Linked DNA regions of Sus scrofa: region 2 is linked to region 1. The links are chromatin contacts, called in public HiChIP or PLAC-seq maps. All regions are on one chromosome and are shown on one strand. Each heading gives the region's core, a stretch centred on a gene start, on an enhancer-like site or on the middle of the called end of the contact. The rest is flanking DNA. Distances are from core to core; before and after follow the strand shown. Region 1 overlaps SERGEF (secretion-regulating guanine nucleotide exchange factor). Region 2 overlaps KCNC1 (potassium voltage-gated channel subfamily C member 1).

What was found. HiChIP or PLAC-seq counts read pairs in DNA pulled down with a chosen protein or histone mark.
Region 2: an H3K27ac HiChIP or PLAC-seq map of skeletal muscle shows a contact between it and region 1. The contact joins two enhancer-like sites. A contact is called at or near these places in 3 of 47 Hi-C or Micro-C datasets (embryonic fibroblasts, psoas muscle and skeletal muscle) and 1 of 2 datasets of contacts at active chromatin or transcription factors (skeletal muscle).

What each region holds. Positions count from the first base shown.
Region 1 is chr2:41,311,687-41,318,240 of Sscrofa11.1, forward strand. All of the region lies in intron 10 of SERGEF (secretion-regulating guanine nucleotide exchange factor), which reads left to right. Among named protein-coding and RNA genes, the nearest start is that of KCNC1, 93 kb to the right of the region's middle. Within about 2 kb of position 2,530, at least 1 of the 83 cell types and tissues checked has an H3K27ac peak or open chromatin away from gene starts, as enhancers often do. A contact at or near this core is called in skeletal muscle, where this site is marked.
Region 2 is chr2:41,384,607-41,391,160 of Sscrofa11.1, forward strand. All of the region lies in intron 1 of KCNC1 (potassium voltage-gated channel subfamily C member 1), which reads right to left. Among named protein-coding and RNA genes, the nearest start is that of KCNC1, 20 kb to the right of the region's middle. Within about 2 kb of position 4,140, at least 1 of the 83 cell types and tissues checked has an H3K27ac peak or open chromatin away from gene starts, as enhancers often do. A contact at or near this core is called in skeletal muscle, where this site is marked.

The DNA of each region.
Region 1 (6,554 bases), core at 1,280-3,779:
GGCACAGTGGAAATTAATCTGACTAGGAACCCTGAAGTTGTGGGTTCGATCCCTGGCCTCACTCAATGGGTTAAGGATCCGGCGTTGCTGTGAGCTGTGGTGTAGATTGCAGACATGGCTCGGATCCCGAGTTGCTGTGGCTGTGTTGTAGGCTCGCAGCTGTATCTCCAATTGGACCCCTAGCCTGGGAACCTCCATATGCTGCTCTGTGGCCCTGGAAAGCCAAAAAAAAAAAAAATTGCCTATGATCTCTTCTAGGAGTTATATGGTGTCCTGTCTATATTTAAGTCTTTAAGCCATTTTTTAGTTTATTTTTGTGTATAGGCAGTCATGAGATTGTGCTCTGGGCTTCAGAGTGATTACAGTTCTGCTCTTACCAGTAGAACAATAGGCTGGGATTTGAACAGAGGCTGTAGCCTTCAGAACCCTCTCACCTGTCTCTAATCCTTCCTCTGCTTCATCCTCTTCTTTCTTACTCTTTAAAATATCTCTTCTGGGGTATGGTGACTACACTGTGGGGGAGAAATGCTTTCAGTAGCTCTTGCTGTATTTGGAGCTTGCTGTGTGTTCTCTTTTGCCTGATGGCCTCCTCCCCAGCTGTAGGAGTTCTCTGTGGTCTTTGGGACTGATGCAGCCCATGGCAGCATCACCTGATATTAATTCAGGTTGTAATCTCAAAAGTCTTCCAGTTTCCTACCATCAGAATGGTTATCCCTGCAGTGCGGGGCACCTATCAATAGACTCGGTTTACCTACACGCCCTGGCAGTGCAGGGAGCCCTCAAGAAAATGGACATCTGACCTTCCTACCACTGCAATTCAGAATAATAAAATCTTAAGATTAAAAGAAATCTCAGCATTTAAAAATCCAAGTATCTGGAGTTCCCATCATGGTGCAGAGGAAACAAATCCTACTAGGAACCATGATGTTGTGGGTTTGATCTCTGGCCTCGCTCAGCGGGTTAATGATCCGGTGTTCCCGTGAGCTGTGGTGTAGGTCGAAGACGAGGCTCAGATCTGGCATTGCTGTGGCTGTGGCATAGGTCAGCAGCCCTAGCTCTGATTAGACCCCTAGTCTAGGAACCTCCATATGCCCCGGGTACGGCCCTAACAAATTAAAAAAAAAAAATTCCAGGTAACTACTCAATATTTGAATGAGGCACAATATAGAAAGACAAGGTAAGGAGTTCCCATTGTGGCTTAGTGGGTTAAGAACCCGGCTAGTAGTAGCCACGAGGATGCAGGTTTTGATCCCTGGCTGCTCTCAGTGGGTTTAGGATCCGGCATTGCTACGAGCCACAGTGTAGGTCAAAGATGCGGCTCAGATCTGGTGTTGCTGTGGCTGTGATATAGGCTGGCAGCTGCAGCTCCAGTTCGACTCCTAGCCTGGGAACTTTCATATGCCTCAGGTGTAGCCTTAAAAAGAAAAGAAAGAAATATGTGATATAGTGAACTGGTTGGGTTTCAAATCTCATCCCCATCACTTTCTAGCTATGTCATCCTGGCCTGGTACCTGATCCCTCTAAGCAAGAAATGCCTTTTAGAGCCATGCTATAGAATAAAGATGATGTAGCTACAGTGCCTATGTATATGATGTGCTTGCTAAGTAGTGGGTAATATTATCATTATCCTGAAAACCAGAGGCTTTCAAACTTTTACCTGCAGAATATCTGAGTTCTTTCATGTGTTTTGCATCCATATGGTTTTTAGACCCTTTACCACCCTGGTTACTTTATTATTGTTGTTATTATCATTATTACTATTTTTAATATGCTAAAATATACATAACAAAATTTACAATTTTAAGTGTACAATTTAGTGGCATTAGGTACATTCACATTGTTATCCAACCATCTCCAACATCCATCTTCAGAACTTTCTTATCTTCCCAAACTGAAACTCTGGACCCATTAAGCCATAACTCCCCACTCCCTCATCCCTCCAGCCTGGTCACTTTTAATGGCATGCTCCCAGTTCTTCAGTGGCTTTCTTCCTGCCATAAATGAGGCTTGGAAAGAGCCTCTTGGTAGAATTTTCCTTGAGTTTTACACATTCCCACTGGGGAGCCCGAGAGTTAAAGATCTGTGTCGGTTGCAGCAAACTTGGGGGATTGCAGATGGTTACAAAATGGATGTCAATACAGCTGCTGTGCATGGAATGGATCTGCAAAGAGCCTTCCAAGGACTGGTACACTCTTTCCAAAAATATCCAAGGATGTGGCTTGGCGTAGCTTTGTGGAGAAACCAACAGTTTTTGAATCCTTCAATAGTAGTTACCTCATGGTGACGATGAAATGAGATAATTCATGTCAAGTGTGTGATACAGCGCCTGGAACAGATAAGGCCTTTCCGTGGGGGCTGCTGTTACTATTAGTGTACTATGGCAGAGATCTTATGTATAATGCTTTGGTACTTAATCCCCATAATAAGTAGACATCAGCTTCATTTTATATGAGGAAACCAAGGCTCTGGGCTGTCAACACCCCTGAAACTACAAAGCTAGTAAGCAGCAGAGTAGCAGAACTGGGACTCAGACCCATGCTCTTTCTCTCCTAAGATGCCACCTGTTGTGATCTAAGAAAAGAACTCTATGGGTGAGTCATATTGACTTCATTCTCGGTATTTCATCTTTCCATCTACCCTGGCATTTTTCTAAGGTCCTGTCTTCTTGCTATTTCTTCTCAAAGTCATGCACCTGATGTTGAAGCTGCAGAGCTTTCTGAATTTACTAGTCCCCATTCTCTGCACCATCTGAAAGTGATCACTCCTGGTCTTCAGTAGCTCTCTGCTCTAGAATAGGAAACGGAAACCATACATGTAAACCATGGAACTCTCTGGCTTTATTGGATGAACATCTAAGTGCTAATGCACTGTGAATGGAATTTAGAGCAATCATTGCAGTTTTGATCAGGAAATAGTGCGCTCTAGGACGTTCAAGTCACCTGGCTGGAATTTTTTTATTTTTGGCCACACCCACAGCACGTGGACGTTCCTGGGCCAGGGATCGAACCTGAGCCACAGCAGTAATGATGCCGGATCCTGAACTGCTAGGCCACCAGGGAACTCTACCTGGCTGGAATTTGTTCAGAAAAGAAAACACTTACATCTGACTTCTATGAGTGACTAGGATTTGTTCTCCCTTCAGAAAACAGGACCAAGACACTTTGTTTTGTACTTTGTCGTGGCTACCAAGGAAGCTCAAAGCCAGCTTGAATGCTTAGTCACACACAGCATGTACATAAACCCCCAGGGCTGACATGTTTGATCCTCCTTTTCATGGTTTTGAATTTCCATTTCTATTTTATTCACAATATTATAGGAATTCCCTTGACAAGAGATGAGTTTAGGATAAAGTAAATCAGTGAAGATGGTAGATGCCTAGAGGTCAAGGCACTGAGTAGATAACTAGTAATCTATGCCTAAGAAGTGTGGGCCCTTTGGGAAATGAGCAAGCTGAAAGTGAGCTTCTCACTCACAAGAACAGTCCCACTTCTCAGAGCCTGGGAGCTGCCACCAGGATTGAAATCCCTGCTCTCCTGTGTAGAAGAATTCCCAATAATTTATGAAAAGGCTCCCCACTTTGGGAGCTGGAACTTAGCTTCTCATTCCCTGAGCTTGGGCTCTGCTTGCTGACATGCTTCCAAAGAGTGGACCATGGAACAGGGAGTGATGGAAGGGAGAAAGACTTTACAGCAAAGAAACCTGGCCAGCATTCCCGTGGTCAGGTAGTGGCAATTGGCATCATCAGTGAGAAAGCCTGTTGACACCGTGTGCCTTTGATATGGCATGGTGGGAAAGAGCCTCTTCCTCTCCCAAACCCATAATTCCAGCCTAACCATGAGTAAAACCTCAGAAAAGCCCAAACTGAAGGGCATCTTACAAAATACCTGATGTTCTTTTCAAAACTGTCAAGATCAGCAAAACAAGGAAAGTGAGAGGAACTATAACAGACCAGAGGAGCCGAAGGAGACCTGACAACTGAATGTAGCGGGGTGTCCATATCCTGGAGCAGAAAAAGGACATTAGGGAAGAACTCACGAAATCCAAACAGGGTGTAGCATTTAGTTACTAGTAATGTCCTCATGTTCGTCTCTTAGTTATGACACGCATACTCCCATAATGTAAGATCTTAATAATAGCATGGCGTTCCCTTGTGGCTCAGTGGGTTAAGGATCCAGTGTTGTCACTGCAGTAGCTCTGGTTACTGCAGTGGCGTGGGTTCGATCCCCAGCCCGGGAACTTCCACATGCCTCAGTGTGGCCAAAACAACAACAACAACAAAGAATAATATGGGCAACTTGGGGAGGGATATTTGGGAACTGCCCTGTCTTTTCAGCTTTTCTGTAAGTCTGACACTCTTCTACAATTAAAAGTTTATTAAAATCAATCCCTGCTCTCCTGCTCACTCCCCGTGTGACTTGAGCAAGTCTCTTCAGCCTGCTGGGCTCAGTTCCTCGACTATGCAATGGGTGACAGCACCTTCACTGCAGGATCGAGAAAAGGCTTCAGTGAGACAAGGTGGGACAGCACTTTGGAAGCAGTGTCCCCACATTGTGGCCTGTCCTGCCGTGCCCCCTCCTGCCTCTGCAGTTCCACACAGAGGTGTCCCCCCAGGCTGCTGCTGCTGTGGCTCCCAGCAGGGCCCAGCCCCTGGAGTCCCTTTAGAGCCAGAACTCTGTTCAGGAAGCTGCGCCCTCACCTCTCTTTGACAGGTTGCTCTCGGGGACTAAGATTGCATTTTTATTTTCATATCTCACTTCATTTTACCCCCCTTGAATTTAGTTTTTCTCTTCAGGAATCGGCATATGACTCAAACTGCCAGTTCTAAATTTAGTATTGCCTGTGATACGGAGAATGCATTTAGTGCTGCCGAGGATATGTATTTGGAAATGATGGTTTTATTTACCACATCCAGTAATTCTGACTGCCTGCTGGGTTCTTTCAGGAAAGAGTTTGTCATCTCCTTTCCTCCTAATGATGAAATGTTGCCGGCTCAGGTCCCAGAGGCCCAGCCTGGGCCAGACGCTGGTGACTTGAATCTCGGGTTAATTAAACAGTATCATCCCCAGGATTCTGCAGTCATGAGTTCTCTCCAAGCCTTGTGTTTGGAGGCAGTTGGGAAACAAGGTCTAAAAAGGGCTCATGGACTCTTTGGAGCTTGGAAGCTTATTTCTGGGCTCCAGGCTGATAAGATTTGCCCCTCTTCAGGGCTGGAATATATATGAGGGCAGGAAGTTCCACAGGTATGGAGCAGGTGCACTGACCTCTGGGTGCTGAGGTTATAAAAGTAAATCACAGGCAGCTCCTGCCTTCTGAGATCTACAGCTCATTCCTTTATTCCAAAAAAATGCATTAAGCTTCTGCCATGGACCTGACACCGTGGGCTAATTATTAGGGTTATAACAGTGACCCCATCAGAGAAAGTTTCACTGTCCTGAAGCTTGCTTCCTCATGTACGTGGTTTGTCTGGCTCCGACGTAGAGCAGGAATGAGGGCTGACATATGATGTTAGGGAGCTAGCAATGGGTATTTTTTCCCTGAGTGCCGTGGGAATAAAGTACCACAGTCTGAGTGGCTTTTACAACAATGGAAATGTGTTTTCTCCCAGATCTGGAGGCCAGAAGTCTGAAAATTAGGTGTCATTAGGGTTCTGCTCCTTCTGGAAACTTGAGGAGGAAGTTTCCTCTTGCTTCTTCTGTCTTCGGGTGGCTCCAGGCGACCCTTGGCTTGTGGATGCAAACTCCCATCTCTGCCTCTGTTTTCACACAGCCTTCATTCTCTGTGGGTCTGTGTCTCCTTGTCTGTACCTTATAAGGACACCTGTCTTTGGATTTAGGGCAGGAGGGTCTCATCTTAAGGACCTTAAAGGTACATCTGCAAAGGACCTAGGAGAGAACCGCTTCTTTGCTTCTCCCAGCCTCCGGTGGCCATTGGCAGTCTTTGACCTCACTCCAGTCTGCCTCCATGGTCACGTTACCTCCTCTTCTTCTCTCTGTGTGTCCCTTTGCCTTTCTCTCTCTCTTTTTTTTTTTCTTTTTTTTTTAAGGGCCACACCCACGGCATATGGGGTTCCCAGGCAAGGGGTCGAATCGGAGCTGTAGCTGTCAGCCTACACCACAGCCACAGCAACATGGGATCTGAGCTACATCTGCGACCTACACCACAGGTCACGGCAACACCGCATCCTTAACCCACTGAACAGGGCCAGGGATCGAGCCCACATCCTCGTGGATGCTAGTTGGGTTTGTTACCACTAGGGAACTCCATGCCTTTCTCTTAAAAGGACACTTGTGATGGCACTTAGGGCCCATGGTCATAATCCCCCATCTAAAAATCCTTAATTTAATCACATCTGTAAAGATTCTCTCTCTAAATAACGTCACTTAAGAGGTTCTGGGGGTTAAGACGGGGACGTACCTTATGAAGGGCCACCCCGCCTCCCACCCCACAGTACAAGAGTCTAAGGCCTGTGTATATTCACCCTGTAGCTAGATTTCATTCTCATTTCCACGTGAAGACACTAAAGAGAAGAGAAATTGATTCACCCAAGGCCATTC
Region 2 (6,554 bases), core at 2,890-5,389, 75 kb after region 1:
CCCAAGACTACATTCTATCATCGCACAGCTCTCAAGACAGGCATTTCTTGTTTGTTTTGTCTTTGTTTGTTTGCTTTTCAGGGCCGCACCCGCAGCACATGGAGGTTCCCAGGCTAGGGGTCCAATCAGAGCTACAACTGCTGGCCTACACCACAGCCACAGCAATGCCAGATCCGAGCTGTGTTTGCAACCTACACCACACCACCTACAACCACACCTCACAGCAACACTGGATCCTTAACCCACTGAGTGAGGCCCGGGATCGAACCTGCATCTTCATGGATATGAGTCAGATTTGTTTCTGCTGTGCCACAGTGGGGACTCTGAGACAGGCATTTCTTTCTTATGGAAGTCAACCTCCCTGCTCTTCCTCCCAGTGATGCTAGTTCTGCCCTCTGGGGTCACCAGAACACACTTGCTCCTCTTCCTGCCTGTGACAGGTCTGTCCACACCTGCAAGATGGGCCTTGGACTCACCTGAACCATCCCTATGGCTGCTGTTCATACTCCCACCCTTGGGCCAGCTCCCCTGCCCTTTCAGAGCCTGGTTTTTGTGAAGCACTCACTCTGCACGGCCACATGGATTGCATGCTTTGTCCTTTTCTTTTTCTTTCTTTTTTTTTTTTTTTTTTTTTGTCTTTTTGCCTTTGCTAGGGCTGCTCCCACGGCATATGGAGGTTCCCAGGCTAGGGGTCAAATCAGAGCTGTAGCCGCCGGCCTACACCAGAGCCACAGCAACTCGGGATCTGAGCTTCATCTGTGACCTACGCCACAGCTCACGGCAACACCGATCCTTAAGCCACTGAGCAAGGCCAGGGATCAAACCTGCAACCTCATGGTTCCTAGTCGGATTCGTTAACCTCTGAGCCACGACGGGAACTCCGCTTTGTCCTTTTCAATCCTCACAACCAGCTGGGCGGCGGGAGTCCTTAGCTCTCTTGAGCCTCGCCACCCTCCGCTGTAAGTAATAGGCACTGTTGCCAACACAATCTCCTTTAGCTTCAAAAACCTTCCCAAAGGAGGTGTCATTAACTCCATTTTGCAGATGAGAAAATTGAGGGCCAGACGGGTTAAGACAGGTGCAAAAAATGAAAAGCCACACAGCTCGAAAGTGATAGGTGGCGTTTGAAACCAGATCTCTCTGACCCTGAAACCACCATACTCCAGGGCTTCTGTTTATAAATCTCTTTCACATCCGTCTAGGTGGCCTCGGGAGGAAGACATTCCTCTTCCTGTTATGATGACATGGGCACAGCTGGCTACAGTTTACAGTGTCTTCACATGTGAATCCCACATGAACATAACACACACAGACACACACACACACCACCACCAAATAGGCCATTAGCAGGACAGCTTTGATCCCCCCATTTGGCAGATGAGAAAACTGAGGCTCCGAGCTCCATGATGTGTCCACTATGAATCTACCAGGAAATTTCCCGTTCATGCCCACTTGTATTTTTGCCTCCAGTCAAGTGTCCTGACTCGCAGTAGACTGTGTGTGTGTGTGTGTGTGTGTGTGTGTGTGTGTGTGTGTGTGTTGCGGGGAGAGGAATAAAAAGATGGCCCCAAGGGGGATAACTCAGGAGGGGGGGCAGTCGACAGAGCTCAGGTGGGACCACAGTTATCTGCCCACTGTGTTCTCCCAACAAATATTTATGCTTTATCTCTGGCCTATGCCAGGTACTGGGTACAGAGGAGGCAAAAACAGCCACAGCTCCTGGAGGGAAAGAGTGACATTTATCAAACAACCAGACAAGCAAATACATATTTATATAAGGAGAATGCACATGGCAGACCATGGACCTTTAACAACAGGGGTTGGAGTGGCTCCCTGGAGGAAGTGACAAGGGTGCAGAGGTTAGACAGCCGGGTAAAAAACCACCAGGGTGTTGCTGTGGCTGTGGTGTAGGCTGGCAGCTACAGCTCCGATTCGACTCTTAGCCTGGGAACCTCCATATGCCGTGGGTACGGCCCTAAAAAGCAAAAAAAAATCCCTAGGGAAAAGCAGGGTGCAAGGAAGAGCATTCTGGGCAGAAAGAACAGGAGCAATTCCCAGACCTTACGTTCCTTGTTCATCAGCAGCATCTGCAATAGCTGAGCCCTCCCTCCTTGTCACACTTTCCAGGGCCCCACAGTCTCTTGACTTTCCTCTCACCTCACTGGCTGCTTCTTCTCGACACCCTTTGCCACCTCATTTCCAGGCTCCACCTCTCGGGGTGCCCCAGAGTGCAGCTCTCAATCCCCTTCTCCATCTATATTCATGCCCTTAGCGAGTCTGAAGGCTTACGTACCCCCACCTATTCAAATACCGTTAACAGCACACTCCCAAATGTTCACCTGCACCCCAGCCCGTCTCCTGAACTCAGGACCAGCATCTAGCTCCCCAGCATCTCTGCGGTGGTCTGAGAGCTGTCTCTCCAACTCAGCGCATCCGCTGAGCTCTGGTCCCACCCCCACCACCGGGAGCCTTCTCCATCGCATGAGATGGCCACGCTCTCCTCCCAAGACATTCTTGCCAAAAACCTTGGAGTCATCCTTGACGCCTCTCTTGCTGTCACGCGGCACTTTTAATTGTAAGGAAATCCTGTTGGCTCAGCTCGAAATAAATCCGGAATCTAACCACTTCCCACCACCACTGTTACCGCCCTGTCCCAGCCATCATCAGCTCCCTCTGGATTACGGTAAGAGCATCTTAGCTGGTCTCTCAGCTTCCAATATGCCTGGTGCTCTAGGACTATTTTCAACATAGCAGCCAGATGATCCTTTAAAACGGCATATCGGATGGTGTCATTTCTCTGCTCAAAACCCCACGCTGGCTCCCCATGTCTCTCGGAGGAAAAGCCAAGGTCTTTGCAACGCCCTGCAGGTCCCCAGGCCATCAGGGCCTCCATCGCCATCCAAACGCCTCTCCCACCCCTGTTCACCTTCACTTGTTCCAGCCACCCCGCCTCCTCAAACGTTTCTTACATGTGTTGCACACATGTAAGGGCCCTCACACCGGCTACTCCCCCTGCCCAGAACACTCTTCCCAGGATCCTCAAGGCTCAGGCTCTCACCACTTCAGGAGGCCCACTCCCACCGTCCTGAAATCTCAGCCAGCGCCTGCACTCATCCAGCTGCTCTGCCCCTACGTTCCCCGTGTCGGATGGGCCACCTTTGAACATGACCTTTTCCCAGCTTTACTGAGGTGCAATGTACATACAAAAACCTTCACCCATTCTAAGTATCCAGCTGGACGAATGTCAGCACATCACACCATAGAGCTGGCTTATTTCTATATGGTCTGTTTGTCTCTTTCCCCCCTTAGCATGGATGGTCCAGGAGGTGGCTCACCTGAGGATCAGAGCTGCCCCTGCCATCAGGCTCGGCCACACACCCCACACTGGGAGAGGAAGGGGGGCGCTTCCTGGGGAACCAGGGGCCCAGCTAAGCAAGAGCACAGCGTCCCATCCTTCGTCGCTTGTCTCAACCCTTCTGTCTACACAAGAGACACAGCAAAGTTTACCATTCTTGCCCTCCACCTCCTTAGGAAGAGACCCCTCCTCTGCTGCCCACTTTTCCTCATGCACACACTCACTGACTCACTGACACAGCATCCGCCCCTACCCCACAATGGGCACAATCGATTTCAGACTTGTGTTTACACCAGCACGGGCCACACTTACAGTGGATCTACAATCATGCTGGCAAAAGGCTGCAGTCACTCATCATTCACCCATGTTCTCGTCAGCTTAGTCTCCACAGCGATTGTGTATTACACTGGCAAGGGGCACAGTGACTGAGAGCAGATCCAGGTCTACACTGGCGATAGGGATGCTCTTGACAGCAGGCTCAAGTCTACAGAGGCAGCAGGCACAATCACATCCATCTTTTGTCACTGGGCACTAAGACCCAGTGGCCATGAACATGACTGACTGAGGAGTGGGCAAGAATGGTCCTTTTCAGAGAAGCCGGACACAGCCTCCCTCCTCACAGGCTGGCCAGCTGAAGGTGTGGAATTCAACCACCCGGGTCCCGCCCAGGGGCGAGAACTGGCGTGGGAACGTGGAAGTCAAATCCCACACACACATGGGCCCTGGAGTGTGGAATCTGGGCCACATGGTGAGGAGATGAGACCATGTCTATTCCCAGAGCCCTGAGATCACTCAAGGTGAGCAGAGACGTGGCTGTGTGACTCCCAGCGCCGCCTGCCCCCTCGACACCTCACACGGGGGCCTGGCCCAACCAGCCTGGGCTTAAAAAAGCACCAGGAAATGTCACTTTCTTTTTGAGGAGGTGCGATGGGAGGGCCCAGGCAGTCTAGCCGCTGGCCTATTCAATTCAAAGGTAGGGATTGGTGACAGGGCCTTCAAATCCTGAAGCTCATGTCCTATCCAGGCTAGACAGAGTTCCAGCCCCTTCTCAGAGAGACAGAGCCCTGCCCAGTGCCAGTCCAGAGGCCCTAGCCTGCCTGCCAGCCCAGCCGGGGGTCTGACTGGGGCTGTGTGACGCCTGTGTCAGCCCCAGTCAGCATCGGGCCTGTGGCCTGAGCAGGCTCAGAGGCTCAGGGACTATGGCTGGACCAGGTACCACCCGCTGTGCTAGGCCATTGTGCTAGGCTGGCTCGAGTGGTACCTCTGGGCGCTGGCCACTGGCTGCTAAGCATCTGGTCTGGGCAATGCCTGTTCCCTGCTCCCACTGTGCTGCCATTTCCCCATCTGTACTAAGAGAGTGGTCAGACACCCTCCAGCTCCTCCTCTAAGATTCCTGTGGTACCCATGACAACATCTAGATCCTACCAGAGGCCCAGCCTGGATGAGAGACAAGTGAGGGTGGCTTCTTCGTGTGAGAAGAGAGCTCCAAGGCCACTGGGCCATCTGCGGATGCAGCTTCCACTCATTCATTCATTCATTCAATCATCAAACATTTACTGCATGCCTATTGTACACCAGGCATCACTTTTCACAGCCACCTCTAAAAATCACAGCTTTAAAGAAACCTCCCAGCACAGAGCTAGGCACATAGTAGGGAATAGTGAAGGTAAAGACACCTACTGTGTGCGGCATCCTGAGCCAGGCTTATCCTAAGCACTCCCACACGCCCCATGGCATCTACCCCTGCACCAACTCTGAGGTCCATGCTGCAGTTACCATCCCAATTTTACAAAAAGGAACTGAGGCTCGGACAGATTATGGAAGTTGCCCATGAGCATACACTTGAGAGGTGAGGGCATTAGAAGCAGAAATCCAGCTTTTTCCTCTAGAACACATGCTCTTAAGCACTCTCCCAGCTCAACAAACACTGATTGAGGGAATGCGGAGTGAATGAAGGAAACTTTGTGCTAGTGCAAGTGTGGGTCCATGAGTGTCTGGGGTCCGTGAGTGTGGGGAGCTTATGTGTGCAGATGTTTGTGTGTTTGCATGTGGAGCCGTTTTATGGAAAGACTCCCTTGCTGTCTTGGTCTTGTGTGTACTGGAGCTATACTTAGCTGCAGCCGTGACTGTAATGAGCAGTTAGCAGCGCACCAGGCACTCTCATTGGGACCTGGTTTCCCTGGGAGATAGCCGGGGCCAGTGTGTGTGTGGTGGGGGTGCAGCCTGGTGCTGGGGAACGCTAGACCCGGGCTTCGGGAGGGGGACTGGAGCACTGCAGCACAGTGGCTTGTGCAGATTCTTCTAGCCCCATCTGGAAGACCCTGCTCTGGGCTAGCTACATCTAAGCCTCCAGGCCCTGCCAAGCAGTTGAGCTGGGGCCCTCTGCCCCATGTCTGCGGTCCCTTTACTGGCCCTTGCTAGTCAATTGGAATGAAAGCCTTAGAACACTTGTCTAGAGCCTGGGGATTGATGGGGAAAAGCTGTTGAGTGATGGTGGATCTTGATATACCTGAGACAGGGTCATTTGAGTCCTCAGGAGGGCCCCCTCCCAGCCAGAAGAGCTGTGCTGTCCCCTGGAGTATGTGCTACCAGAGTGATCAGGGGGGCTAGCCAAGGCTGGGGACCCAAGGAGGAAGAGTGGCCTCCCCATCCCAGAACAAACTGCAGCCACGGGTATGCTCAGTGTGGCCTGGGGTTCAGAGGCCAATCCCCCACTCGCTGTCTGCCCTCCAGTGGCCACAGGGAGTCTGGAAAATCCTGGGCCCTGAGGCCTCCCCTGACATATGGCTCTGCCTGCAGTTTCTCTCAAGGCTGTTCTGGGTCTGCTCCATCAGAGCCTCTCACCTTTGAGAGCAGACCAGTCCCCCGGGCCAGTCGTGCCCCCAGCTCCCAGCTCCCTCACTCCACAAACCATCCACCCTTTGCATGTGGCAAACCCGGCTTGTCCATTATGGGCTGGGTGGCTCTGCCCTGCCTTCCACTCTGAAGTCCTCAGCTTCCAAGTCCCATCCTCTAGGAGGTTTCCATTTAGTGAGAGGCAGGACTTCCTCTCCAGCCTTCAAGCCAAGAGACCAGAAATTTATCCCCCTGCTCTCACATCCATCCGTTTGTTCATCCATCCACTACTACCCACCCAGCCAGTATCCCCTCCATACAGCCTTCCTCCCATCTGTATCCATCCACGAACCCAAATTTTGTC